Regions from separate parts of the Mus musculus genome. Here regions 2, 3, 4, 5 and 6 are each linked to region 1. Evidence: chromatin contacts called from public Hi-C, HiChIP or PLAC-seq and promoter capture Hi-C data. All regions are on one chromosome and are shown on one strand. Each heading gives the region's core, a stretch centred on a gene start, on an enhancer-like site or on the middle of the called end of the contact. The rest is flanking DNA. Distances are from core to core; before and after follow the strand shown. Region 1 holds the start of Rdh13 (retinol dehydrogenase 13 (all-trans and 9-cis)). Region 2 overlaps 9430041J12Rik (RIKEN cDNA 9430041J12 gene). Region 3 holds the start of Lair1 (leukocyte-associated Ig-like receptor 1). Region 4 overlaps Lair1 (leukocyte-associated Ig-like receptor 1). Region 5 holds the start of Leng8 (leukocyte receptor cluster (LRC) member 8). Region 6 overlaps Ssc5d (scavenger receptor cysteine rich family, 5 domains).

Region 1 (4,387 bases), core at 1,658-4,157:
CTGGAACAGGAAAAGAGAACACACATCTGTCCAACAGAAATCAAAGCATACACTCACCTTAAACCTGCACACAGTGTTCTCAGTAACATAGTCAATAGCCAAAAGATGGGAACTCAATTACTCCCAGGCTTGGTGATGTAGACCTCGAATGGCAGTGACTCTGGAGGCTGAGGCAAGAGGATTGCAAGTTCAAGGCCTGCCTAGGTTACAAAGTATGTTCAAGACCTGCCTGGGCAACTTGGTAAGAACCTGTCTCAAAAAAGTCAAAACAGGGCTGAGGAGGTACTTCAGCAGCAGAGCACCTGCCTCGAATCCCCCAGTGAAGAACTGAGGGTGTGGCTCAGTGGTAGAGTCCACAATCCCCACATGAGAAGCTGGGGCATGGCTCAGTGGTAGACCACCTGCCTAGAATCCCCCAGTGAGGGGCTGGGGTGTGGCTCAGTAGTAAACCACCTGCCTAGCAAACAAGACACCGTGGGTTCAATCCTCAAAACACACACACACAAAATAGCAAATGTCCACCCACTAATCAATACATAAACCAACTGCAGTCTATCCAGGCCATAGCATACTCTTCAGCCATAACTGTAGTAATGTACTGACATATGACAAGGTGAATGGACCTGGAAACTCTACACTCAGTGAGTCAGACATTCATACATGCATTCATTTATATGCAATGTCCAGAATAGGTAAATCCACAAAGAGAAAGGATGCAGGTTTCCTGGAGCTAGGAGATTTGGGGGAAGAGGAGCTGTTATGAAAATATTCTAAAGGCGTGTGGGAAGACGAAAACATTCGAAGGACGTATGGAAATATGCTACTGTTGTTCTGAGAAATGCCACCAGAGGCTATCCTCTGTCCTCCACAAGGATGTGCACGCATATGCACATGTGTACCCACCTCCCCCCTATACACACAAAGCAAACATATCAAGATATGCAAATACTGAGGCTGGCAATTGGCTCAACAGGCCACAGCACTTACTGCTAAGTCTGAGGACCAGGGTTCAATGTCAGGACCTACAGAGCAGAAGGAGAAAACCAGCTTCCATGGTTGTCTACACAGATGGCAAACTCAGACCCACTCCAGCCCAACATACACACACTACATAATAAAAACAGGTTTGGTTTTGGATAGTTTTGAGAATGTGAATTATGTAGCTGTTGGGGTGTGTGTGTGTGTGTGTGTGTGTGTGTGGTGTCTGCCTTTATTCACTTAGCACAACATCCTGTAGAATCATCACACAGAAGCATGTCTGAATTCCTTTCCTTTTGAAAGCATAGTAATATTCCACTGTATGGATGAGCCGTATTCTGTTTATTTGTCTGCAAATTGACACCTGGAATGCTTCTGCCTTCGAGGTATTATAAACAAGGCTGCCATACACAACATTGTGCACACAACAGTGTGCACATAACTCTTCAAACCCCAGAGCAGGGGCTGCTCTTACCTCTTTTAGCCAGCTCCAAAGCAGTTTGTTTCCCGATGCCTGTGTTGGCTCCTGTCACGATAACAGTCTTCCCAGGTATGGTGGCCTTGCTGGGACAAGCCCCACCAGCGACATAGTCCCTGAAGGTGAGAAACAGCACAGTGAGTTCTGTCTGCCTCGTGCCTGCCTCAAGATTTATGAGCTGGGGCAAAGCACTCGTAAGCTCACATCCATCACCAAAGCACCCAAACACACGGGAGTCCTCGTCATGGCCTCAGAAAAGGATTATACGTTGGAACATCTCCAAGAGGTAACAATCATTTATTCATACTTTTATAAAAACAAAAGACAATAGCCAGAAGTGGTGGTACACACTTGCAAGCCCAGTACTCAGGAGGCAATGGCAGGAATACCAGGAATTTAAGGTCATCATCCTCGACTACAGAGCAAGCTCAAGGCCAGCCTAGGCTACATGCTGCCTTGTCTATAGATGGATGGATGGATAGACAGACAGACAGACAGAATGCATGACGTTGGAAGGAGCATGTGTCAGAAGGGGTCCATGGAAGTTGGAGAACAATGATTGGGAAGCGGGTGTGTATACATCAAGAAGCTGGAGAGATGTCTCAGCAGTAAGAGCACTGCTGCTCTTACAGAGGACCCAGGATCAGCTCCCAGCACCCCACACGGTGACTCACAATAACTCCAGTTCCACGGGATCTAACATCTTCTTTTAACCTCCGAAAGCATAGCATATGCATACATGCGGGGGGGGGGGGGGCGGGGAGGGAAACACCTCATGTAAGCTGTTAGCGGTGACAGACACGCATGTCCTTGGTCCCAGCACTCAGGAGGCAGAGGCAGATCTCTCGTGAATTCAAAATCAGCCTGGTCAATATAACGAGTTCCAGGCCAGCCAAGGCTTCATGGTGAGACCCAGTCTGAAAAACGCAAGGAAGGAAAGAAGGACGGGGGAGGAGAGGAAAGGGAAGAAAGGAAGGAAGGGGAGGCAAACAGGCTGGGCAAAGAGGAAAGGGTAGAGAAGGAGTGGTCCAGAGATAAAATGAGCACAAGATCCATGCTCCACCCCTTCTCCCTAGGTGACCTTGAAGAGGTGACCCGCCCTCCTCTCCCGGAAAAGCCATACTAGTGAGCGGGAAGAATTCGTCCGAGGACTTAGGACAAGGGATACTTCTCTGGCCTTGTTTGGCATTCCCCTGTCGCAAACCTACCACCAAGCGCGCAGAGAAGACGCGCAGACTCACTTGAGCAGCACGGTGCCGCCGATCACCGTGCCCACTACGGACACCGGCAGCAGAAAGCGGCTCATCCCAGGCTGGGGAAAAGGGTGTCCGTGGGTCTGCACTCCAGGCCACTCCGCGGACGAACGCGCTGCCCAGGAACCCACGTGCGCTCGAGTAGCGTGAACGTGGAATCACACAGCCACCAGAACCCGGCTATGGGGAGTGACCAGATGTGGAGGCGGGGCTTTAGGAAGTAGGCCCATGGCGCACTTAATGCTGGGAAACGTAGTTTCTGGAGATGGAATGCGGCCGAGGTTGACAGGCGTGTCAGCTACCAGATCAAATGTCATCACACTCAACCAATCCAAGGGCGTCCTGAAGTTCGGGAAGAAAAAGAGAGAGAGAGAGAGAGAGAGAGAGAAAGAGGGGGGGAGGGAGGGAGGGAGGGAGGGAGGGAGGGAGGAAGGAAGGAAGGAAGGAAGGAAGGAAGGAAGGAAGGAAGGAAAGAAGGAAGGAAAGAAGGAAGAAATAAAAAAAATAGTAGCTGGGTGGTAGTGGTGCTCGCGTTTAATCCCAGCATTACGGAGACAGGAGCAGGCAAACCCATAAGTTTGTGGCCAGCCTGTTCTACAGAGGGAGTTCTAGGAAGCCAGATCCATGCAGAAGAATACTATCTGGGAGGAAGAAAATAAATAAAGTAGATAGATAGATAGTTTGGTACCAAGCATTTCCATTTCCAGACATCGAGACCCTGTAGAATGAACCATGGTTTTTCTCCTCTAAATAATAGTTAATGGTAGCACTTTCTGTGTAGGCCTTGTGAAGGAGGGAAGAAGGCTGGGACCTGGACCCCTGGGTCTGAGGGAGGAGGGTGAAGTATAGATTCCTGAGTCTGAGGGAGAAGGGTAGGATTTGGACTCTTGTGTTTAAGAGTGGAAGTCTGGGGTGTGGGCTTTGGATCTGAGGGAGGAAACTGAGACCTGGACCATTGGATTTGAAGGAAAAGAAGGATACTGGCTTTAAAACAACAGTGAGATGGTGCATGGGGTAGAGACACTTGTCATACAAGCTTTGCAACTTGTGTTTGATTCCTAGAACATGGTGGAAAGATAAAATCAACTCCCAAAAGTTGTCCTCTGACCTTCCACCACGGCATGTATGTGTCCACACACTTATACACCAAAAGGAAAGAATAATATATTTAAAACATACTAAAGTGTTAGTGTCTAGAAGCAGGAGAGGAGGAAAGGAAGACAGACAGACAAACAGACGAACGGACAGAAGGAAGGAAGGAAGGAAGGAAGGAAGGAAGGAAGGAAGGAAGGAAGGAAGGAAGGAAAAGAAAGGAAGTTAGGAAAAAGGCTATAGACAGTGGACAAATACATCCTGTCACTAGAAAATGTCAGCACACTTGACACCTGTTTGTCTTCATGAAGGTGACAAGGAGATAAATATTTTTCAATTATCAGATTGGCAACATTATAATAAATATTCAGTGTTGGCAAGGATCAGGGGAAACTCCCTGTTGGTGGGAGTCAATTATCTGGTGTTCCTGAAAGTCTAGTCAGACACCTGTCACAGGATGATCCGTGTATACTATTGACCCAGACATTCCCTTTGTAAGAAGTTATACTTAGGAAATGATTGGTCATTCCAAAAGAAAAAAAGAACAACTGGCCTTAGTGTGCACTTGTGAGTGCTCACTCACAAC
Region 2 (4,539 bases), core at 290-2,789, 360 kb before region 1:
TTTTATGGTCTGAAAGTTACTTCCATCATGGAAGCAGTTGAGCTAATGTCTGGGAGCCTGTTACAAATTATAGGTAATACAGCAACTGTAGTGTGTGTGTGTGTGTTTATAAAAATTGTTTATAAAAGTTGATAAGTTTAGACAAGTAATACTTTTTAAACTATTTACACTGTATATAGTTTAAGTGTACAACATGAAGAGCTTTTAAAATAAATTTTGTATATGTTTAGGATAAATAGAATATGGTGTTTTAATTTAAAAAAATTCCTTTCAAGTAGGTTTTTACCCTCCCCCACTTGACACTTTTTTACATTCAAACAATACATGCATACAAGGAACCCTGCAGTGGGTCAGGAACACACACAAAGACACGTATACACGGATGAAAACTGCAAGGGAGACTTGTCAGGAAGATAAACGCTTTCAGCAAAAGAGAGAGGGGGTTAGGAAGTAGTGATGAGAGATGGGTCTTGAAAACTACTAAAATCTTGTGTGTCTGTGTCTGTGTGTTTGTGTATATGTGTGTGTATCTGTGTGTCTTTGTGTCTGTGAGTGTGTGTGTGTCTATGTGTGTCTGTGTCTCTGTGTCTGTGTGTGTGTGTGTCTGTGAGTGTATATGTGGATGTCTGTGGGTGTCTGTGGGTGTATATAGGAGGTGTGTCTGTGGGAGGGGGTGTCTGTGAGTGTCTATGTCTGTGTCTATCTCTCTGTGTGTGTGTGTGTGTGTGTGTGTGTGTGTGTGTGCGCGCACGCGCGAGTAGTTTTCAGTGGATTTTGTAAAATGGGGTAATCTGACAAATACTTTTCCAGTCTCCTGCTATCTACCAAGATAGAAAGCAGACAGACAAATCTCCTTGGTTACATTTGTATTCCTGCAGACCAACAGGAGAGACAAGATTGGAAGCCACAGGTACAATACAGGAGTCCCCTTACCATAGTTGCACCTCACTGCAGTTCATCAACCACTGTCACCCATAGCCACAAAATACTGAATGGAAAATTCCAGGAGTAAACTGTGTATACCTTTTCAATTATGTGCCTCTCTGAGTAGTTTGATGAAGTTTTTCTCAAAACAATACTCCGCCCAAAAGATATGGTAATAACTTCTATTACAGTGTTTTATGGTTGTCCTGTTTTATTTTTAGTGATGGCTGCTAGGCCTTGTGCCTAGTTTATACACTGAGCTTTGGCAGGGGTTTGCAGGGGGGGGGGGGGGATGCAGGCACATAGTATATATATAGATTCAATACTCGTGTGGTTTCAGGCATCTGCTGGGTGTCTTGAAATGAATTCCCCACAGATGGCAGGCTGCTGTGAGCTTGTTCACAGTCTGCTTAAAGTGATCAGAAAAGATAGTTGAGAAGCTTGCATCGGAGAGCTAGAGGGCCACAGACCCTCAGGAAGTACAGAATGCTGGGTCTAGAGTAAAGGGGTAGGAAGAGAGAAGGTGCCAGGTGGTTGACCCCAGATCACATGGGGCCCTGTCACTCTTTGAAGTTACCCTGAGTAAAAGAGCAAGTATCACAAACTGTCCCAAGTTGAAGACACCTCCAGTGGTGAGTCTCTTTTTCCTAGACTTCCTTTATAAAGCGGAACTACTCACACAGAGGTCTGTCATTGCAGCAACCCTGAAACAGTCTCATCCATCTTCCTCAGCAGCCACCCACCCCTTCCTTCTCATGGCTCTGCATTGAGTTGACTTCTGAATGCCTATGATGGGGATGGGGCTCTCAAGGAGCACCTCACATATGTGGCATAGTAACCTCTGAGTTGTACAGTACACACCTCACAGATCTGTGCATGGTGAGTCTATAATACTCCCATTGTGTATCTGCAGAGGCTAGTGTCTGCAATATTATTTTGCCAGGTGATAAGATATCTTAACTTCTCTCATGTGTAAGAAAAAGATAGCATTAGAAGCATCCAAAAGAGGAACATAAACATAGGAGCTTCAATGCCATTATTAATAAGTAAAATAAATTGCTATACAGGGCGGGTAATGATGACAGGGTTTTAGACACCAGATTGTAACTATGTACAGTCACTGGGATCAGATGAGGAATTGCAGCCCAGCTGGCTCATTGTACCAGGAACTCCCACAGCCAGCGGAGTAATTATAGACACTAGATCTGCTGGGTGATTACCATGCAGTCGTGGAGTCCAAAGCAATAATAGCATGGTTCCAAACCCAGGCAGTAGGCAATAACTAGAGACATGATCACAACTCAGAGGCAGAGGGATGTTCCTGAAACATCAAGCCTCAAGAGGCCGAGGAGAGCTCCGCCACCCTCAGAAGTCCCCAAAAGTTGAATGACTCCCCCCGCCCTTTTTATTTGGTTCTTAGAATTAAACCTAGCTCTTTACATATGATATCAAGGACTCTACCACTGAGCCATGCCCCTATATTCTCACTGATGGATTCTAGGCAGGGGCTCTACCACTGAGCCACACCTTTTATTTCCCTTCCCCATTCAGCACAAGTCTTTTCCTCATATTCATGTTCTTTTGCTTTGTTTTGTGGCCCACTAAGTTTAATTAGGGCCATCTGTGGGACCATGAGTTTAAAACTATTCATTGGAGCCTGACAGACTCACCAGTGGGTGCAAAACTAAAGGCAATGATACACCTAACCCGCCAATCTGTCAGTATCCAGTAGTTCAGCACAGAAAGGTGGAACATCACAAGCAACTGCTCTATCCATAACTGACTGATAACTGGCCCAATCTTGTGCAAGGCCCAGTGCAGGTGACCACAACTGTTGGGAGATCATGATTACAACGGCTGGGTCCTGCTAGGGAGAAAGCATTTCACAGCTATCTTCTCCCTATCTTCTAGCTCTTACATTCTTCCTACCCCCTTTTCTTCAATGTTCCCCAGGCTACAAGGGGAACAATGTGAATATCCTATTTTAGGGCTGCACACTCAACAGTCACGTCGAACAGCCATGAGTCTCTGCATTCACTGCCATTCACTGCAAAGAAAAGCTTCTCTGACTCAGGCTTAGAGCAGGAGTTTTGGTGCTAGGAGATAGCTTGGTGCCATGACAATTTAGCTTTAAAAAAAAATGGAGCTCTTTCATTTTTATTGCCAGATAGTATTCTATTATGTGCCACAGTTTAGCCATTTGCCCACTGAAAAACAGCATGGCTGTTTCAAAAAACTCTCATCAAGAACCTATAATTAGAAAGGTCATAGGCCATAGTGGAGAACCTACTACTATTAGTCTGCTAAATGGATATAGTATTAAACAGATATATTATATTATATTATATTATATTATATTATATTATATTATGACTTATCATTATATCCATAGATTAGTGCATCTCTCAACCCTCAGAGAAGCTTCTTTCTCTAGAAGATGGGGTCATGGAGACCCACAACTTGTCAAAGTTCAGAGAAGAAGAGACTATGGCGTGCTCAGCCCTAAGATGGGGCAGAAAGATTTTAAGAGCCAGATGAGGTGGATGACCACAAGGAAACAGTGTTTTCCAAATCAACAGGACAGATGCACGTATGAACTCAGTGCTTGTTACAGCATGCACAAGACCGGTACAAACTCAAGTCGGATAAGATCCCAGCATGGGGCAGGAAGGTGAGCACAAAAATCCCAGCCCCAGCCAAGGATCTATTGACAATTGATAGCTGCTGAGAGAAGGAGAGTCAATGTTCTTCAAGGGTGTGGTCCCCTGTAGGCTGACTTCACATCAGTAGATAGCCACATAGCCAAGAGTATAGGGATGGCACCAATGGGACTCAGTGGGTTTTTAAAACAGAAATGAGGACACCAAGATGGGTGACAGTAGAGGAGGGTGCATCTGGCCTTCCCAGTGAACTCTCATTATTTCACTTGGCTAAGGGTCATTTTGTTCAACTGAGATGGAAGTCATGAAGCAGCTCTTTTAGCATCGGGTCCCTCTGATGTCCTTAATCAGGACACCTCTCAGCAGCACTCGGCGGCTGGAGAAAGGAACTCTCTGAGGCTCTCTGAATGCTCAGTAGTAGGGGCTTATAGCTATGCCTTCTCTGACTTCTGCAAGCCTGCTGAGTGCTTCTCTGACTTCTGCAAGCCTGCTGAGTGTGCCAGGGTCTGGCATCCATAGATGTCTTGTGCTCTTTGTGTTACTAACCCAACTCACTTTACGAACTATAGAGACAATAACTAAGCAATGCAATCATTAACAGGTTTTACTGTGGCCCACACTATATGAACATGAATGACGGAATGCAGAAAAGGGGTGTGCTAGTTAGTTAGTTGTTGTTATAAAATGCCCTGACAAAAGCAAATTAAGGAAGAAAGGGGTTTATTTTGACTTAGGATTCCTGAGGAATCAAGTCCCTCATATCAGGAAAACAATGGAAACATGTAAGGCTAGATAGGGTAGCAAGAGTAGAAAGTGAGCTAGTCACATTTTCATCTGCACACAGGAGGCAGACAGACATACAGACTGAGACAGAAACAGGCAGTCACTGAGAGAGAGGAAGAGACAGAGACAGAGAGAAAGTGAGAGAGTGACAGAGGGAGACAGACAGAGAAAC
Region 3 (4,596 bases), core at 1,601-4,100, 380 kb before region 1:
CTGCTCCTTAAGAAAATTGATTGAAAGTGCAATTAGTCACTGCCCCTTTACAGCCAAGTATTTAAAATGTTTTGTCAACTAGTTATCAATTCAAAAGTTTAGGTATTGTAAAATTTTAAAACTTTAACTTCTTAAAAGACAAAAAAGAGAGAAATTGTATCCCCGTGCATACTATTTAGTGCATTCCCATGCACACTATTTAAGTCTTACCTTTATTTTAAAAATGTAATATTTTAATGTCATAGAGTTTAATAAATGCTTTATAGTATCTTAAAGGGATCTACTTATTGGCGTATAGATTGATCCTAAAACAGCTACCTTATTAGAAAAGGGAAAAACAGGTTTTCTCCACAGAACGCTGCAAAAACATATTAATTCGTCAGATGAACACAGATTCTAAATCTTCTAAAGTATCACCTTGAGGACTAAAATTCCTCTTTTGCTTAAAAGTCAGCTTGAGGACTCAGGCTCCGAAAAGAGCTACTCTCTCAGCCAGCTCCCCGACAGGAGGCCAGAGACTAGCCTCAGCTTTACAATTTGCATTTGAATAAAGTACCTGGACTTCCCCCAAAAGAAGTTCTGCTTTCCTACTTTCTCACTGTCGAGATTTTGTCTTTCAAGCAGGTAAATCAACATTCTCGAGCCAGACCAGCAGATGTGCATCCCCGCCCCCCTAGAACACACAGGTGGCAGCTGTTATCTCCACTCTCAGGACATTCCAGCACGTGGCCTTCAGTCTGATTTAAAATTTAGGTTTACCAAGAGGGCTAGAAAAGTAGATATTTCTATATTAATAAAGATTGGTTTTTATTTTGATAAGACAGGCTTAGTCCCTTAGCTAACCTCTGGCTTTTCACCCTTGCTATTACTGCAAGGTGTCCTTAGCTCCTTAGGCTGTGGAAAAAACAGGGATGAGGAGGAACGACTTCCAGCTCCTATTTTAGCCACAAGTCGTGGTGTTACTAATGACATAATTCTTGCCTAGGTCTTGCTAAATCTGAGGTTGATAATTCTCCTCTAGGAGCTGCACAGTACTCAGAACTGTGCATACTGGTTTGTGATCGTACAAATTCAGTATGGGCATCGCTTGGTGCAGAGAGCACTGCAGGGGAAGGTCCAGCTTGACCATTTCTGAGTTTCCTGTGAGATAAACCCGGTTTGAAAGAGGTTGGTATCAAATTTTGGCTAAAAATCAAAAATATTTTTCGGCTCTGCCTCCCCTCCCCAAAAGATACCGAGAGCCACAGGTGTGGGTCTTAACAGCATCCACGGGATAAATCGGGTCAATGTCCACCCAAGCCAAGGTTAAAAGCCCACTCATCTACGGATGAGAAAATCATTTGATCACCTCAGTTAAGCGTTGCCTTATTTAACTTAATTAATAGTGGGGAGAGAGATTGGAGACCGTACTGTCTTCACTGCCTCCCACCCCAAAATAAAAAAGCCAATTGGCTTTGTACTACAGAGCCGGTCGAACCCCTTCTCCCTGTTTCCCACCTATCATCCAAAAATGTGAAGGAATATCAACTTAGTGTTATTCTTATTATAGTGTATTTCACATTTGTTCAGTCAAACTTAGCCAGAGTTCCAACGCCCTACTTAAAATTCCACTAGAAAGTTACCTACTCAGTACTAATTAGCATAATAAAGTCAGAGCCTGCAGCTCCAGGCTTTTCAGTTAGTTGTTTACTAAGATAAGAAAGGACAGTCTTAGCCAGATACAGTTTACCATAAGAAAAATTAAGGAATCCCACGAAAGCAAGTTTTTTCTTTAGCCCTAGATTCCAGGCAGAACTATTGAGCATAGATAATTTCCCCCCCCCCCCCCCTCAGGCCAGCTTTTTCTTTTTTTTTAAGTTTTGTTAATAAAAGGGAGGAAATGTAGTCTCCCCTCCCCCAGCCTGAAACCTGCTTGCTCAGGGGTGGAGCTTCCTGCTCATTCGTTCTGCCACGCCCACTGCTAGAACCTGCGGAGCCACACACGTGCACCTTTCTACTGGACCAGAGATTATTCGGCGGGAATCGGGTCCCCTCCCCCTTCCTTCATAACTAGTGTCGCAACAATAAAATTTGAGCCTTGATCAGAGTAACTGTCTTGGCTACATTTCTTTCTCTCGCCACCTAGCCCCTCTTCTCTTCCAGGTTTCCAAAATGCCTTTCCAGGCTAGAACCCAGGTTGTGGTCTGCTGGCCGGACACAACACATAGTGACACCATGCCTCAAAAATATAAAATAAAATAAAAGTGTAGTCCCTGGTAAGTCAACCATGCTCCAGTGCTAGACCACATACTTAGGAGTATTCGGGCAGCACAAATTGGTCTTACAGTGCTTTCAAAAAAAAAAAAAAATGGAACAAAGTTAAGAGGATAGGGAGGAAAAGTGGAACTTAGAAAAGTTGATGGTGAGTAATATAAGAAATACTCAAAGAACTAACAAAAGTTGAGGTTTTTTTTTTTTTATTCTAAGCAGGGTAATCAATACTACGTAACAGTTTTGATTGTAAAAAAGCAGGCTCTTCCTAAGTCCTGTTAAAGCTGAACCTGACTTCATGCCCCATCACTGTTCCTAACAATAAGTCTGCAGAGGTATCTTCCAAGTAGGACGTGGGGGCAGAGAGGCATTCCTCCCAGGGGCTCCAGAATCGCCTTCGCTGCTCTCAAGGCTGAGTGAGGAATAGACTCCCTTCCCCACCCCTCAGTTTTTCCCAGGACTCACCAAGCACCAGCAGGATAACTGGATGAAGTGACATGACTCAGGCTCCAGCAACCTTACCAGGTCTGGTCAGAGCAGAAGCCCTGCAGCAGGCACAAGAGGCAGGATGTGTGCACTGGAGCTTGTCACAAGGTTTCTAGCTAAGGTTCCCCACATGGAGAGGAAGAGGTTTCTCTTCTGGGCGTTGGACTCTTTCCCTTAGTCACTGGCTTCAGGAGAAGGTGTTAGCTTCTAAAACAGTGTCTCGGGCCCCTATGTTTAGATGTAGCTGAGCTCATTCCTTAACTTGTTTGCCTGTCTGTAAATATGCAAGAATAAGATTGTACATATCAGTTCCCACTGTAGAAAGCAAAGGCCACCAATTTATGCAAGACATTTCTACTTCAACCCAAAGCTCACATTTCCTTGGGTTTAAAATGAGAAACATTTGATGTTACGACTTTTGTAAAAGATCTCGACCAGATATTTCACACATTAAATGTGTCCTTCTATAGATAATGCTTTTACTATTAAATAATATTGGGGTGTGTGTGTGTGTGTGCATGTGTGTGTGTGCCCGTGTGTGCACGCACGCAGTCACAGAACAACTCCCCAAAGTCATGTCTCTCCTTCGACAATGTAGGTCCTAGGAATCAACTTCAGGTTGTCAGACTCAGAAGCAAGCATTTTTTCCCACTGAGCCATCTCAGTGACAAAGATAATATTTTTAAAAGCTAATAAATATTGTCAGAAATGTGTATAAATTGGATTTTTTTTTTTTTACTGTTAGCAAGAAGTCAGGGCCTCAACTGTTCTGAAGAAACTTCCTCTGAGTTAATGAGTCAGAATCATTTTGGGTAAGCTGATGCCCTCCCTCCATGAGATTAGAAGAAAAAATGGAAATTACAGGGAAGAACGCTCTTCCTCTTTAGAAATAGCATTGTGATTTCAGACATACACACACTCACACACACACACACACACACACTCACACATACACACTCACACACACACACTCACACACACACACTCACACACACACACTCACACATACACACACACACACTCACACACACACACACTCACACACACACACACAGAAATTAAAAATAGAACCCCAGTAAGAGGGGAAGTAAGTATGGAAGTGAGATGTCAGCACTCACATAGTCATTGCAGCTCTATTCACAGGAGCTGTGATAGAGAAATCATTCTGGAAGTGGTTGGAGGAAATGTGGTGTACATAGACCACATTTTGAAGATGATGATGAGGCCATGTGAAAAGCCATGGCTGAACCTTCAAGAAATGGCTATCAGTGAACTGAGCAAGACCCAGAGGACAGGTGATGAGTTGTTTGCCTCATGGAGGTATGTAAAGTAGTCACATTCAAGCTGAGCATGCTGATCCATTCCTGTAAGCCCTGCACTTGGGAGGGTTAGGCAGGAGGATTGCCATGAGTGCAAGGCCAGTCTGTACTACATAATGAGTTCTGAGCCAACCTGAGATATATAGCAAGATTTTTTTTTTGTCTCAAAAAACTAAAATAGATAAAGTCAAATTCATAAAAGCAAAATGGAATTTTGTCTACCAGAAGAGAAAACATGTAGAAGTTATTTATCAATAGACAAAAACTTTTAGTCAATTAATATGAATAACTCTAAGACAACACAGCATCTGTAGTCAATATTAGTAAAGTGTGCAGTTAAAATGTTAAGAGAACAAATTTTATGGTTTTCTCTGTCTTAGCTAGGATTTCTATGGCTGTGATGAAACACCATGAGCAAAAGCAACTTGGAGAGAAAGTGGTTTACTTCATCTTAGACTTCTAATAAGACTTTAACTCAAGGTGAAGCAGAGGCTATGGAGGCTGCTTACTGGCTTGCTCCCCATAGCTTGCTTAGTCTTCT
Region 4 (4,726 bases), core at 1,386-3,885, 410 kb before region 1:
TGGAGATAACAGACTTTATGACTCAAAAGAACCTAACAGATATCTACAGAATATTTCACCTAAAGACAAAAGAATATACCTTCTTCTCAGCACCTTATGGAACATTATCAAAAAGTGGCCACAATCCTTGCTTATAAAACAAGTCTCAACATATACAAAACACAAAGATAACCCTCTGTATCCTATCAGACCACCATGGGTTAAAGTTGGATTTCAAGAAAAACAGAAAAAACAGAAAGCCTACAAACTCAGAGAAACTGAACAATTCCCTACTGAATGACTTTGGTGTCAAGACATAAACAAAGATAGAATTAAAATCTTCCTGGAACCTAATGAAAATGAATGTACAACATACCCAACTGTATGGAACATAACGAAAGTAGTGCTAAAAGAGGAAAGTTCATTGCAAAAAGTGCCTTCATAAAAAAACTGAGAGAGGAACTGAAAAATGGATCAGCAGTTAAGAGCATTCCAGAGGAATACCTGGCACCTTAATGGCAACTCACAACTGTCTATAAATCCAAGATCTGACATCTTCACACAGACATACATTCAGATAAAACACTACTGCATATAAGATAGAAAATAAACAAATTATTTTTTAAAAATGAGTGTCCTTAAAAAAAAAAAAAAGAAGAAAGAAAGAGAGCTGTATGGTGGCACAAGTCTTTAATCACAGAGACAGGTAGATTTCTGTGAGTTCAAGGCCAGCTTGGTCTACAGAGAGAGTTCTGGGAAAGCCAGTGCTGCACAGAGAAACCCTGTCTTTAGAATCAAGAAAGAAAAAGAGAGAGAAAGAACTTGGAAAGATTTCATACTAGCAACTTAACAGCATACCTGAAAGCTCTAGAAGAAAAAGAAGCAAACACACCCAAGAGGAGTAGATGAAAGGAAATAAGGTGAGAGCTGAAATCAGTAAATTAGAAACAAAGAGAATAAAACAAAGAATCAAAATTTTTAAAGTTTTTTTTTGAGAAAAATCAATAGATAGACAGACCCTCGTCCAATCTAACTAAAAGACAAAGAGAGAATATTCAAATTAACAAAATCAGAAAGGAAAGGGGAGACATAACAACAGACACCAAGGAAATTCAAATAATAATTAGGTCATACTTCAGAAGCTTATACTCCATAAAATTGGAAAATCTAAAAGAAATAGGCAATTTCCTTGATAAATACCGCTTACCAAAGTTAAATTAAGATCAGATAAACAATTTAAATTGACCTATAATCCCTAAGGAAATAGAAAGTCATTAAAATCTCCCAATTGGAAAAATAAATAAATCCCAGGGCCCTACCAGAGAACTCTGACAGCTGATAAACACCTTCAGCAAAGTGGCTAGATATAAGAACCACTCCAAGGGGGGGGGGGCACCAGTAACCCTTCTGTACACAAATAACAAATGGGCTAAGAAAGAAACTATGGAAAAAATACCTTTCAAAATAGTTACAAATAATGTATCTTGCAGTATCTCTAACCAAGCAAGTGACAGACTAGTATGACAAGAATGTCAAGTCTTTGAAGAAAGAAATTGAAGAAGATATCAGAAGATGGAAAGATCTCCCATACTCAGGGATTGGTAGGATTGACATAATAAAAATGGCCTTCTTACCAAAAGCAATCTACAAATTCAACATAAATTCTATCAAAATTCCAAAACAATTCTTTACAGACTTTGAAGGAAAAATGCTGAACTCATTATTGGAGAAACAGAAAGGAAAAAATAACTAAAGAAATTCTATGCAACAAAAAAATCTTCTAGAGGTATCACCATCTTTGATCTCAAGCTGTAATACAAAACTGCATGGTGTTGGCATAAAAACAGACATATTATTTTTATCAGTGGAATCAAGTCAAAGAAATAGAAGAAAATCCATTTACCTATGCACATATGATTTTTTATAAAGGAGCCAGAAATATACAATGAAAAAAGAAAGCATTTTCAACAATTGGTGCTGATCTAACCAGATATTGGCATGTAGAAGAAGGCAGATAAATCCATATCTATTACCCTGCACAAAAACAAACTCCAAATGAATTAAATACCTAAAGATAAAACCACATTCATTAAACCAGATAGAACAGAAAATGGGGGATAGCCTTGAAGGCACTGGCACAGGAAACAAATTCCTGACTAGAACACCAATAGCACAGGCACTGAGATAACAACTAATAAATGGGACCTCATGAAACTGAAAGCTTCTGTAAGGCAAAGGACACTATCAATGGGACAAAACTGGAGCCCACAGAATGGGAAAGGGTTGTCACCACCTCCACATCTGACAGAGAGCTAATATCCAAAATAATTAAAGAATTCAAGAAAACAGACATCAATAAGTTAAATAATCCAATTAGAAAATAGGGTACAGATTTAATAAGAGAATTCTCAACAGAGAAATATCAAATTGCTGAGAGGCACTGACAAAAATGTTCTACATCCCTAGCCACCAGGGAAATGCAAATCAAAACAAATTTGAGATTCTAGGTTATACATGTCACAATGGCTAGGATCAACAACCCAAGGAATAGGGCAAAGATGTAGAGCAAGGGAAACACTTCTCCATTGTTGGTGGGAATGGAAATTTATACAGCCACTATGTTTATAGCAAGCAGCTTTATTCATACTAGCCAGAAACTGGAACCAACCTAGATGTTGCTCAACTGGTGAACGGAAAAAGAAAATATGGTATTATACACAATGGAGTATTAGTCAGTGGTTAAAAATAATGGCTTCTTGAAGTTTGTATGCTACATAGATAGAAGTAGAAAAAACATCATCCTGAGTGAGGTAACCCAGACCCAGAAAAACAAACATATTATATATTCACTTATAAGTGGATTTATCTGTAAACTAAAAGACAATCATCTATAGCCCACAGACCCAGAGAGTTTAAATGACAAGGGGGCTTCATGGGAGGATGAAAAGATATCCCTGAGGAAGGGAAATAGATTTCACAGGTGGACAGGAGCAATTGGGACCAGGAGGGACCAGGTGGGGGAGTAGGGGAAAAATACTGGGAAACTGAAATGGAATCGGGGAAAGGGCATTTCGGAGGCATGGTTTTTATGCTATGTTTGTATGATGTCCCTGGGAGGCCTGATATTTTCTTAGGGGAGGCAGTTGGTGTGTCTGGGAAAGGGAAGACACAGGGAAGGAAGAAAGGGGAAACTGCAATCGAAACTCCATGGGATCTACTTGAGCAAACCTAACAACGATTCCTATTAATGGGGCACACAGAGCCTGAACCAGCCATGTGTTATAACCAGGTAGGGCCTCTGGTGGAAGGACTGAAATACCAATCCAACCATAAAACCCTCCACCTACAGTTTGTCTGAAAGTGTGTTGGTACTGGAGCCTAGCAGAATCATTATCAAAGAGACCAGAGAGACTTCATCCAGCAACTGATGGGAGCAGATGCAGAATCCCACAGCCAAACAGTAGAAAGAGCTTGGGGAGTCCTTTAGAGGAGGGAGAGGAAATATTGGAGGAAGCAGAAAACTCAAAGACACCACAGGAACATGGCACACAGAAACAACGGACTGAGACTCATGGAGTCTAGCAGAGATCATGGAGCCTGTAGGGTCTGATCTAGCTAATTGATGATAGATAGATAGATAGATAGATAGATAGATAGATAGATAGATAGAGATATAGAGAGAGATAAAGATAGATATATACAACATAATATATCTATATGCAAATATATAGATACATATAGCTATAGATATTGACTATGAGTAACTTGATGTTCTTGTGGGACTCCTAACAGTGGTAACTGAGGCTTTTGTTCCTGATTCTTTGCCTGCTAGTGGGATCCCTTTCTTCCTACTGGGTTGCCTTGTCCAGCATTGATGTGATGGAATGTCTCTGGTCTTATTGCAGCTCATTATGCTATGTTTGTATGATGTCCCTGGGAGGCCTGATCTTTTCTTAGGGGAGGCAGTTGGTGTGTCTGGGAAAGGGAAGACACAGGGAAGGAAGAAAGGGGAAACTACAGTCAGGATGAGAGAAGAATTTTACAAAGTAAAATAAGAAAAGGGGTGGTGGATGGTGCCCAGTTTACAAGGACAGAAAAGACTGTTTGAGGAGTTACAGGAAATTGGGGGAAAAAAGTAAAGCCTCTAGGAAAAACAAAAATAAATGCTTCTGGATAAAACTTTCAAATTGTAGTAAACAGAAAGATGATATTTGTGCTTCTATATGGCAAGGAGCAATCCTTGTGGTGCCAAGAAGGGTGAGAGCCATAGGCAGAGGAGACATGGGGGAAGGCAACAAAGAGTAAGAAAGGGAAGACTTTAGAGAGATGTAAGCATAAATTTATGCAAATAGATTGGTTAAGGCTGGGAGTAGTGGTGCATACATTTAATCTAAACAATCAGGATGCAGAAGCAGTGCCAGCCTGGTCTGCATAGTAAGTTCCAGACAATTCAGGCACACATACTGAGAATCTGTTTCAAGACAAAACAAATTAATGAAACTAACTAATAGACTTAGAAAATAACTGGAGGGGGATGGATCAAGGGCCTGGTGACATAATACAAACAGGAAGATGGACAAGTAAGATCAAGTGTGAGTGTGCAGTTCATGTTCTACCTATGGGACTGTCAAGGACTTCCTAAGTGGATTCTAAAGAAAACACAAATGGAGGCAAACATGGAACTGGAAAACCTAGGAAAGAGGTCAGAATGACACAACTATCAAAGAAAATTAAAAACATAAAAAAC
Region 5 (4,726 bases), core at 542-3,041, 310 kb before region 1:
GCCCTGGCTGTCCTGGAACTCACTCTGTAGACAAGGCTGGCCTCGAACTCAGAAACCCACCTGCCTCTTCCTCCCAAGTGCTGGGATTAAAGGCGTGGGCCACCACTGCCCAGTTTTTTTTTTTTTTTTTTTGTTGTTGTTGTTGTTGTTTTGGTTTGGTTTAGTTTGGTTTGGCTTTTTGTTTTGTTTTTTTGAACCTCAGTTGTGTGGTAAAGCAAATGGGCATCATAAACCCAATAAACAGCTCTTGACAGGATGGGTAAAAAAGCAAGACAAATGCAACATGATGCTCTGGGTTACGCTATGGCGCACCGGAAACATTAGTGAGAAAAAGCGCCCACATCTGCGGCTTAGTTCAGAATATTAGAGCAATGTCAATTTCTTACTTTTAACAAATGAATTTGAGGTGTGGAATCTAGCAATAGGGGAAACTGGGCATAGTGTGCCCAATTCCTGTATTACTTTTGTAATTTCTGTAAACTTAAAATTTATTCTAAAATAAAAGTTCATTATAAAAAAGAGATGGGAAGAAACCTACCAAGCTAACACTAGCAAATGATACAGAGTTATCCAAGTGTTGTTTAATTACCAAAAGTTGCTTGTACAATGTGAGACTGGAAACTGGTCAATTGATGAACAATAATTGATAAGAAGGTAGTCTTATCAATTATTTTAACGGGAGATCCCAAGTTGGGCTGCATAATTCAATCACTCCTACTGTAAACAGTGAGCTTTAAGTGGCGGCCCACACCTTAATCCCATTAAGAGGGAGGCGGGTTTCTGAGTTCCAGGGCCATCCTGATCCTAAAAGATACAGTTCTGCTAGCTGCCACTCCGAGCAGATCTCACCATCCCAACACCCTACAAGGTACCTTTCCAGCGTCACAGTCCAGTGGCTACTCCCATTCCTCAAGCGACGCGTTTCCCGCTTCCTTTGGTTCGCACTCGCTGTTCCCTACGCCAGGTGCGCCTTTCCAATTTTACTCACTAAATAAACCTTCCAAGGGAGGATTCACCTTATCCCATTTCCCTCCACCCGCTTATATATTCATTTATTTTAAATCGTCCTAGCGCAGTGCGCAGCCTCACAACTCCTGTCCCTATGCGTTACATCTGAGAGACTATTGACTGCTGAGTCAAAACTAAGCTGTTGTGAGCGCGCACGAGAGGCTGGGAGGTACTTGTCCCCACGGGGCCACCGTCTAGGGCCAGCTTCCGGCTTGCTGACAAACGCCAACACGCGACTGCGTTCGCGAGACGTGTGGTGGGCGGTTCAAGCCGAGCGGTGACGTCTATTGGCTGTGCGCGACACAGGGCGGGGACAGACGTCCGGGTAACGTCATCACGCCACGGTCAGGACGTTCGAGCCCCAGACTAGAGCCAGCCGGTGACTGAGCGCTGTCTTGGTTGTCTTGAAGCTGCCTTGGACCGCCGGTAACGAGTCCCGGGAGCGAGCGGTCCTAGTGAGTGTGGGTAGTAGTGGGAGGCCTGGCGGGCGAGCACAGGGACGCCTTCGGGCTCCGCGCTCCGCGAGCCCTGGCCTGTTTGGTAAGGCCAACCGACGCCGCGCCCTGCGTCTTTGAAGGGTGTGGCCGCCGGAGCGCCTCTGCGCATGCGCGCCGGGTGTACGCTGGGGGGGGGAGGGGGCGGCTCCCCTACGTGCGCGTGCGCGTCCGCGTCCGCTCTGCTACTGGCCCTGGGAACCCTGCGGTCCCTAGTGCCCTAGACGCACCCCTTGCGGGCTCCATTGACCCGCTGTTACGCTGGCCTTCCTGTTGCCTAGGGCAACCCAGAGAGGCCACCCTCGCAGCGTGGTGCGCAAGCGCGGCCCGGCCGGTGGCTGGTCGCGGGGGACAAGGGAGGTCGCTTGTGTTCAGGGCGGCCTCAACCTCCACCTAGCGTCGTGGACTCCATGCCTGCGGGACAGCCAGGTGCTTCTGAGCTTACAGTCCGTGTTGTTCTCGTCTGTAAATCAGACCCCTTACTCCTAATACCAGTTACGAACACGAGGCTCTCTTTTGTGCATCCCTAGTTAGGACCCCTTGATACCACCCAACGGATTGGGTTTTTTAAAGGCCTTTGAGACCTGTCAGTGCCCCTTAGGCTTCCTATAAGGGTTTCAGTTTCTCCAATAGGCTTCTTTTCTGTAAATCCTGTTGTTTGGACCGCTCCAGCCCTGTTGGCACGGTGCTCAACCCATCCTATTTCTTATGGTACTATCCACCCCACCCCTAATAGTTTAAGAATGTTGTGGGCCTCTGTTATCTGCAGACACCTTACTTGAGTAATTGCCACTTGTTTGCTCCCAAACCAACTCCCACTCCTAGGAACATCCCATACAAGTCTGGAGACTGTAATTGATCTGAGTCTGGTAGGTGCTGCCAGGCAGTGACTTCACAGGAAGGAGTCTCCTGCACCTTCACCTGGCTGCTCAGCGGGATATCCATACTTTACCTTTTTCTTTGAAAACTTTGCTCTATTCTCCAGTGTTCTCCCAGTCTCAATTCCTTCCTCCTCAGAGTATCCCCAAAGGCTTCCCTCTCCCCAAACTTCTTTGTAGCTAGTACTTCAGTCACTGGAGAGCCTTCCTCTTGCTGTAGTAGAAGTATCTTTAGATTTCCTATCCAGGACTGAGGTTTCTGCATCCACCACTTGAGTCAGGTCTCCCTCACAGCCACACTCGTAATGCAAGTCTCAGCTTCTTTGTCTTTCATTTTCATATCCTACAGGCTAGTCTCGGCCTCCAAGGGAGGTGTTTCCTTTCATGCTCAGGTCTCTTCACTCCACACTAGGAACTGATTCTGATTCTTTAAGCTGTTTGTTTTTGAGACAGGACTGTAACTTGTAGCCCAGATGGGTATTGGAACTCCCAAAAGATTGCTGGCATTATGGTCATGAGCCACCACACTTGCTTTCCTTTCCATTCTTTGCCAGTGTTCCCTTCTATGAGATACCCTCTCTTTCTAGCCTATCTTCTCTTGGGGCTAATTGATCTCTTTTCTTATAGACATTTAAAAAGCAGCCTGGCTCCCGAGGTCTATTCCCTACACCCCAAGGTCCAGATGGCGGCCAACGTGGGTGATCAGCGTGCTGCAGACTGGTTAGTAGGGCTAAGGGAACACAGCCCATTGCAAGAGGAACAAGACACAACGGGTCCTTGCACAGCTTGGGGGAAAAATGCTCATTGTGGGGGCTAGGATGGAGGGGCAAGCTTCCCCTTTGAGCTTTCCTTTAATGTATGTGAGCTTATGTGGGTGTGAGTGAGTGTGTGTCACCCATGTTCGTCAAGGTCAGAAGAAGCCTCAGATCCCTTGGAGCTGGAGTTAGAGGTGGCTCTGAGCCATCCGACATGGGTGCTGGGAACAGAGCTTAGTGATATCTGCAAGACTGCTAAATGTTCTTAAGCACTGAGCCACCTCTCCAGCCCCCTCTTAATATCTTTCTGATCCTTCCCTTTTCTTTTTTTAAATTTTTTTTTCATTGTTGGCCATGTCAGAATTCACTGGCTTGTAAAAAACCTGAGTTCTCCTAAAGTCGTAGGTCATGTATAGAATTATGTACATACTGGTTAGCTTTCTGTTTGCTTGGCACATGCTATGTGCCACCTTCAGCTTGGGCTGTGGTGAGTAGGGAGTTTAGCTCTAGAATGCAAGCCTTGGGTTTACTTTTCCCCAACTTTGTCTACCTGTGTATAGATAGGGGAGACCATAACTGTGCTTCGTTGTTGCAGGTCTTCTCAGTACAGCATGGTGACTGGGAACAGCAGAGAAAATGGCATGGAGACTCCTATGCACGAGAACCCAGAGTGGGAGAAGGCCCGCCAGGCCCTGGCCAGCATCAGCAAAGCAGGGGCTACCAGCAGTTCCAAAGCCAGCAGCAGTGGTCCTGTGGCCAGTGCACAAGTGAGAATGGCATGGAGGATTTGGGAACTACAGTGCTGGGCTGGGGCCGTTGCCGAGAGAAGGGTGGGAAGGATGCTGGCTTCCATAGAGGGGAGTGCCATAGGGGGGCTGTAAGCATGTTTTCCTGTTAACTAAATGTAATGAAGGGGGAAAGTTAACTCCTTTGGGTCAACCTGGGCCTGAGTGATCTTAAGGATGATCGTCCCCATCTTTTAAGATGTCTAGTCTTACTGTACAGAGTCTGCACCCTTCTGCAGTTGCTCTGCAGTGAAGGCCTACCCTCTTGGTAGTGTAGTGCCCATGGGCTCCTGTGGCTGGTACTGATGGACACTCCTTTTTCTGCAGTACGTCTCTCAGGCAGAAGCCTCTGCTTTGCAGCAGCAGCAGCAACAATACTACCAGTGGTACCAGCAGTACAACTATGCCTATCCGTATAGCTACTACTACCCCATGGTGAGGACCTGGCTGCAGGGTGGGAGCCTTCTGTCAGGGTGGGCAAATGGTTGGTTGGGGTGAAGACAGACAGCAGCCCCTGACAAAACTGCCAGATTCCTGCTTAGGTCTCATAAGATCTGGCATATCCATTCTGGTCCTTTCCACTGTTGATGCTGACATTTCCACTGCCTCCAGACCCCAGGACATTAGCATGTCCTAGTCCCCTATGCTTTGCTCTCTGCAGCTCACTTCAAGGTTCCTTGCTGCCCAGCGAACACCTTCAAGAGAGCCTCCCATTGCCTTTTAAGTCGTCATCCTGCTTTTCCTTTTCTCTTCCTTGTATTCGTTCATGGTACTTACTGGAGTACATTACCTACTTACCCCATAGC
Region 6 (4,514 bases), core at 517-3,016, 500 kb after region 1:
ACCTGGTCTATATAGCAAGTTCCAGAACAGCCAAGCTACACACACACACACACACACACACACACACACACACACACACACACACAGCTCAGTGAGACCAGAAGAGGACATCCAATCTAAACCTGGCATTACAGGCAGGTGTAAGCTGCCTGAAGTGTGGGTTGGAAACCCAAAAGATGCTCTTAACCACTAAGCTATTTCTCCCACCTCAGCAAGGGTAGGCTTTAAGCTCTAAGAAGGGCCTCCATGGATCTCTCTGGCTGCTAGAACATCACCACAGATCTAGTGGCTCATGTTCTTGATCTTCTGTAGGTCAGACTTCATGGGTCTGACTGATCTAAGATCAGGCAGGGCTGATCCCTAGGGGAGAAGCTGCCCTCTTGACTTTTCCAGCTCCAGCCCCTTCCTTCGTCAAAGCCCGGAGTGTGTTGCCTTTCTCTGGGCTTAATCGTGTCTTTAGTCTTTCCCCTGAGATTCACCCTGGAAAGGTTTGTGTATTCTAAGTATTTATGAGACTCAGGAACGTTTTTTCTTTTTGTTAATTATTTATTGTCACCCATTTATTTATCTATTTATTTTAACTGTATTATGTTTGTGCATGTGTGTATGTGTGTGCTATGGCTTAAAAAAGGCTGCTTGGGACAGCATGATAGTTCAGTAGATAGGATACTTGGTGACAAACCTGACAAGTATTGTTGGAGCACACATGGTGGAAGGCACACATGCACTAATAAATACATGTCATTTTAAAATGTAAAGGGAGATTGGAATTCCAGGCCAGCATCAGCTACATGAGTTCAAGTTCAGTGTGAGCTACCTGAGACTGTGTCAAAAACAATATTGCTTTGAACGGAATCAATGCACGCATTTGCTTTATGGGATAACCTCTTCAGGTTCTGCGTTTACTAGCCAAGAGCATCCTGACCGGTGACAAGGTGACATAGGCTGAGGGGCTGAATGACGGGTGAGCTGTGGTAATGAGCAGCAGGAAAAAGTGGAAGGAGGACTCAACTCTCTTCCTCACACATCTGCAGATGACCAGGGAGGTTATGAGTCTTCCTGGACGTGGGATACACCTTCAGGAAGGGGTCTGTTCAAGGGGACCCCCACCACAACCAAGCCTGGATCCACAGTTACCACTAGCACCAGCAAGAGTCCCGGCCACCCCTTTCCAGCTCCAAGGGCCCGTGCAGGTGAGGCATGGGCAAAGAGGCCTGGGGAGTATGTGTCCTGGGGTACAGAGATGGGCTCCAAGCTCCTAGGGGTAACTACTTCTTACTTCAAAGATCAAGCAGAGAGACAGCCTCGAACTCACACACTTCCTCCTGCCTCTGACTCTAAAAGGCTGGGGTTGAAAGCATGGGCCACCACGCCTGACTAACTCACTTCTTTTCATTCAGTTTAGAACCCCAGCCCAAGCGATAGATATGGTTGTTTCTCCCTCCTCAATAAAATCTCTCTGTAAACTCCCATATAGACATGTTCAGACCTGTGTCCCCTGGGTGATTCCAAATCTTGTCAAGTTGACAGTGAACGTTAATTATCACATAGAGTCTCACTGTGGGTGTTTCCTAGGAGTCTTCTCGTATCCCAAAGCGTGTTCATCTTTCTGGTCCCCTGGGCTCTTTCTCCACTCTGTACTTGTAGGCATCTGTGTTCCCCGCATAGGCCACCAGGTGGCGGCAGGGACCTCGCAAGAGTTGAGGAGGAGGGGCACTAGGGCCTGGTGAAATCTGCCGGTGACCCATGATGTCACGAAGATCTTTGCCTTCCCATTGGTCTTCTCCTCAAGGGACTTTGCGGAATACGTAGATAGGGCAATAGGGCAGACTGACCTCTGACCGATCTGCCCCTCTTTTCTCCAACTCCAGGTTCACCAAGGAAGCCAACACCTGAGCGCCGGCCGCTGCCCACCTCAGCCACCACCTCATCTCCTGCTTCCTCCTCTTCACCAGAGCCTTCTGGCTCACGGCAGACCTCTGGCTCCTGGCCACAACTCATCCCAGACTCAAAGCAGGAGGGGACCTCTAGCTCCCCCAAACCATCTCTACTCACCCCAGGACTTCCCTCCCCAGCAACCTTTGCCTTGTCCACTCCTAATACCAGTTTGCTTCCAACACGTTCCCCAGAGCTTTCAGGCAGCCCAACACCCACCTCCCCTGAAGGGCTAACCTCTGCCTCCTCTATGCTATCAGAAGTGAGCAGGCTTTCTCCTACCTCAGAGCTGACTCCAGGACCTGATACAACACCAGCACCTGAAATAATCCCAGAAAGTTCTGACTCCTCAGACCTCCCCATGAACACCAGGACCCCCACACAGCCGTTTACAGCCTCTCACCCCACCAGCATCCCTCAACTCAACACAACTTCTTACCCCACCATTGCCCCTCAACCTACCACAAACCCTCAGCAACCCAGGAGCCCTCACCCCGCCACAAGTCCTCAACCTCCCACCAATACTCACCCTTCCTCAACCCCTGCCACCCCTACAGAGTCCCTTCCATCCTCCCGAAAGACAGAACTTTCCTCTCCCACTAAGCCTAGACTAAACTCAGAGTTGACCTTTGAGGAAGCCCCATCCACAGACGCATCCCAGACGCAGAACCTAGAGCTCTTTCTAGCCTCGGAGTCCGGCCCCTCCAGTCCCTCTCCAGCCTCAAACTTGGACCCACTACCCACAGATGCCTTCAAACCACCCAGAAGCCAGACCTTACACTCAGCTTCAGACCACCTCACTCAAGGGCCAACCCCTAATCACAACCCAGATCCTTTTGGGCCATGTGTGTCCCCATTACCACCAGTAAGGGTCATGGCTTGTGAGCCACCTGCCTTGGTGGAGCTGGTAGGTGCTGTGAGGGAGGTGGGTGACCAGCTGCAGAGACTGACCTGGGTCCTGGAGCAGGACCGGCAGGAGCGCCAAGTCCTGGCACTGGGCCTAGCCCAGTTGGTAGAGGCTGCTCAGGGGTTGGGGCAGCTGAGTGAGACTGTAAAGAGGCTAGCAGAGGTGGCCTGGCCCCCCAGCACTCCTGTGCCCATGACCACCACCACAGAGGAGGAGGAGAGGCCTCTGAGGGGAGATGTGTGACCCACTCTGAAATTCACGGTGCTTAAGATACTCTTAAACAAAAGCCAACGTATGTACAATCGAAGTGTGGGTGTTGTTACTGGGGAGCAGGGGCTCTGGAGGGACAGAATTACAATGCTGATCCTAACTTGTCAATGCCATCTGTGATGGCGTTGGAGATCATGGTGAGGTGATGGCAGTTGATGGTCATGTGCTCACGGTATTGATGATGATGGCAGGGTGACAGTGGTGTTGATAGGGATCATGGTTAGTGACAGGATGGCGCTTATGGTGAAGGTCATGGTGATGGTCACAATGCTGTGATGGTGGTTGGTGGTCATGGTGGTTGTGATGATGGGATGATGGCAATAATGGTGTGATGATGTCAGTGGCGATGAGCGTGATGACAAAGATGGTGTGGTGGTGTTGTGGTATAATGATGAAGATGGTGGTCACGGTGTTACCGATGAAAGCCGTGATTGTGTGTGGATGGTGATGGTGATGTTAGTTGTGAAGGTTATGATGGTGTGGGGGAGTAATTTTGTGGTGACTCTGGTGATGGCGTTGATAACAGTGATGATGGTATTGGTGGTGGTGGTGATGGTGAACTGTGGATGGTGGTGATTACAGTGGTGATGGTATTGATGGTTATGGTGAAACACAGTGAGTGTGATGGTGGTAGTGATGAAGAGGTGATGTTGGTAATGGCGGAGACGTGATGACACTGATGTGCTAGCAATGCTGGTGCTAATGTTGATCATGCTAGTGGTGATCATTATGACAGTCCTGGCATTGATGAATCTGTGGAGGCAGGAAGCTGTCTCAGCCATGGTGTGCCCAGCTTTAAGGACAGAGCACACAGTTCATGAGTCCAAATAGGTGGGATAACATCGTCATATGGACAAGCACTTATGGGGTGTGTCCGTATCAGACTCTGTTTGAAGCAATTCTCACCCTTCCTAATGCTACAACCACTTAATACAGTTTCTCACGTTGTGGTGACCCCCAACCATAAATTAATTTTTGTTGGTACTTCGTAGCAGTCATTTTGCTACTGGTACAACTCATAATATAAACATCTGATATGTGGGATGTCTTGTGTGACCCCTGTGAAAGATGACCCTCAGGTTGAGAACCGCTGGTTTAGAGGCTCTGCAGCCGGCTGTCATTCCATCTCCGTTAACACTGGCTGGGGAGGGTACTGTTACCACAGCTCAGCAGAGGAGGAGATGCACTCTCAGCCTGGATGCCGGGTGGAGTCCTTGCTAGGGGTAGTCCTGAGCCAGCTACTGAGCCTCTTAGTCTCCGTTCCCCACCTATAAACGGGGATAATAATAGTGTATGTCTCATGGGCATGTGGAGATGACTGGACGGGAACATTTCTGAGCGTGCTTAGGCTCTGCAGGGTACGTGGTGAGAGTGACTGATCTGTTGTCCGTTTTGTGCCCCA

The links. Promoter capture Hi-C pulls out the DNA fragments that hold promoters and counts their contacts. A called contact is a pair of places that touch in the nucleus more often than the background predicts. HiChIP or PLAC-seq counts read pairs in DNA pulled down with a chosen protein or histone mark.
Region 2: an H3K4me3 HiChIP or PLAC-seq map of bone marrow-derived macrophages shows a contact between it and region 1, with 8 times the contacts expected there. The contact joins the enhancer-like site here to the promoter of Rdh13 in region 1. A contact is called at or near these places in 2 of 39 promoter capture datasets (the HPC-7 cell line and cranial neural crest), 1 of 484 Hi-C or Micro-C datasets (cortical neurons) and 8 of 115 datasets of contacts at active chromatin or transcription factors (a beta-TC-6 cell line, bone marrow-derived macrophages, embryonic stem cells and 3 more).
Region 3: a promoter capture Hi-C map of macrophages shows a contact between it and region 1, with 5 read pairs. The contact joins the promoter of Lair1 here to the promoter of Rdh13 in region 1. A contact is called at or near these places in 1 of 39 promoter capture datasets (macrophages), 4 of 115 datasets of contacts at active chromatin or transcription factors (bone marrow-derived macrophages, epiblast stem cells, memory CD8 T cells and 1 more) and 2 of 9 other capture datasets (liver and macrophages).
Region 4: a contact with region 1 is called in an H3K4me3 HiChIP or PLAC-seq map of bone marrow-derived macrophages, with 2.5 times the contacts expected there. The contact joins the enhancer-like site here to the promoter of Rdh13 in region 1. A contact is called at or near these places in 1 of 39 promoter capture datasets (neural stem cells), 2 of 15 datasets of contacts at CTCF or cohesin (large pre-B cells and pro-B cells), 1 of 484 Hi-C or Micro-C datasets (embryonic stem cells), 9 of 115 datasets of contacts at active chromatin or transcription factors (bone marrow-derived macrophages, embryonic stem cells, large pre-B cells and 1 more) and 3 of 9 other capture datasets (adipose tissue, embryonic stem cells and pancreatic islet).
Region 5: a contact with region 1 is called in an H3K4me3 HiChIP or PLAC-seq map of embryonic stem cells, with 8 times the contacts expected there. The contact joins the promoter of Leng8 here to the promoter of Rdh13 in region 1. A contact is called at or near these places in 20 of 39 promoter capture datasets (3T3-L1-derived adipocytes, the C10 cell line, the HPC-7 cell line and 12 more), 2 of 15 datasets of contacts at CTCF or cohesin (embryonic stem cells and large pre-B cells), 152 of 484 Hi-C or Micro-C datasets (the AML12 cell line, B cells, the C2C12 cell line and 84 more), 54 of 115 datasets of contacts at active chromatin or transcription factors (the 230-238 cell line, the NIH/3T3 cell line, the SCID.adh cell line and 30 more) and 5 of 9 other capture datasets (adipose tissue, embryonic stem cells, liver and 2 more).
Region 6: a contact with region 1 is called in a Hi-C map of CD8 T cells, with 2.0 times the contacts expected there. The contact joins the enhancer-like site here to the promoter of Rdh13 in region 1. A contact is called at or near these places in 4 of 484 Hi-C or Micro-C datasets (CD4 T cells, CD8 T cells, double positive thymocytes and 1 more).

Annotation. Positions count from the first base shown.
Region 1 is chr7:4,442,750-4,447,136 of GRCm38.p6, forward strand. It overlaps Rdh13 (retinol dehydrogenase 13 (all-trans and 9-cis)), which reads right to left and starts at 2,908. Exons shown (of 7, transcript NM_175372.4): 1 at 2,698-2,908; 2 at 1,454-1,572. The coding sequence starts at 2,762.
Region 2 is chr7:4,086,157-4,090,695 of GRCm38.p6, forward strand. The region is part of intron 6 of 9430041J12Rik (RIKEN cDNA 9430041J12 gene); the gene reads right to left. Among named protein-coding and RNA genes, the nearest start is that of Gm23741, 13 kb to the right of the region's middle. Within about 2 kb of position 1,540, at least 54 of the 459 cell types and tissues checked have an H3K27ac peak or open chromatin away from gene starts, as enhancers often do. A contact at or near this core is called in bone marrow-derived macrophages, cortical neurons and microglia, where this site is marked.
Region 3 is chr7:4,060,354-4,064,949 of GRCm38.p6, forward strand. Lair1 (leukocyte-associated Ig-like receptor 1) reads right to left here and starts at 2,851. Exons shown (of 8, transcript NM_001113474.1): 1 at 2,716-2,851. The coding sequence starts at 2,749.
Region 4 is chr7:4,031,811-4,036,536 of GRCm38.p6, forward strand. The region is part of intron 2 of Lair1 (leukocyte-associated Ig-like receptor 1); the gene reads right to left. Among named protein-coding and RNA genes, the nearest start is that of Lair1, 29 kb to the right of the region's middle. Within about 2 kb of position 2,636, at least 2 of the 459 cell types and tissues checked have an H3K27ac peak or open chromatin away from gene starts, as enhancers often do. A contact at or near this core is called in bone marrow-derived macrophages, where this site is marked.
Region 5 is chr7:4,135,689-4,140,414 of GRCm38.p6, forward strand. Leng8 (leukocyte receptor cluster (LRC) member 8) reads left to right here and starts at 1,792. Exons shown (of 16, transcript NM_001374609.1): 1 at 1,792-1,931; 2 at 3,008-3,100; 3 at 3,731-3,902; 4 at 4,248-4,355. The coding sequence starts at 3,063. D030047H15Rik (RIKEN cDNA D030047H15 gene) reads right to left here and starts at 1,238. Exons shown (of 3, transcript NR_033548.1): 1 at 873-1,238.
Region 6 is chr7:4,941,680-4,946,193 of GRCm38.p6, forward strand. Ssc5d (scavenger receptor cysteine rich family, 5 domains) reads left to right here. Exons shown (of 14, transcript NM_173008.3): 13 at 1,035-1,193; 14 at 1,872-3,149. The coding sequence ends at 3,085. Among named protein-coding and RNA genes, the nearest start is that of Ssc5d, 18 kb to the left of the region's middle. Within about 2 kb of position 1,767, at least 64 of the 459 cell types and tissues checked have an H3K27ac peak or open chromatin away from gene starts, as enhancers often do. A contact at or near this core is called in CD8 T cells, where this site is marked.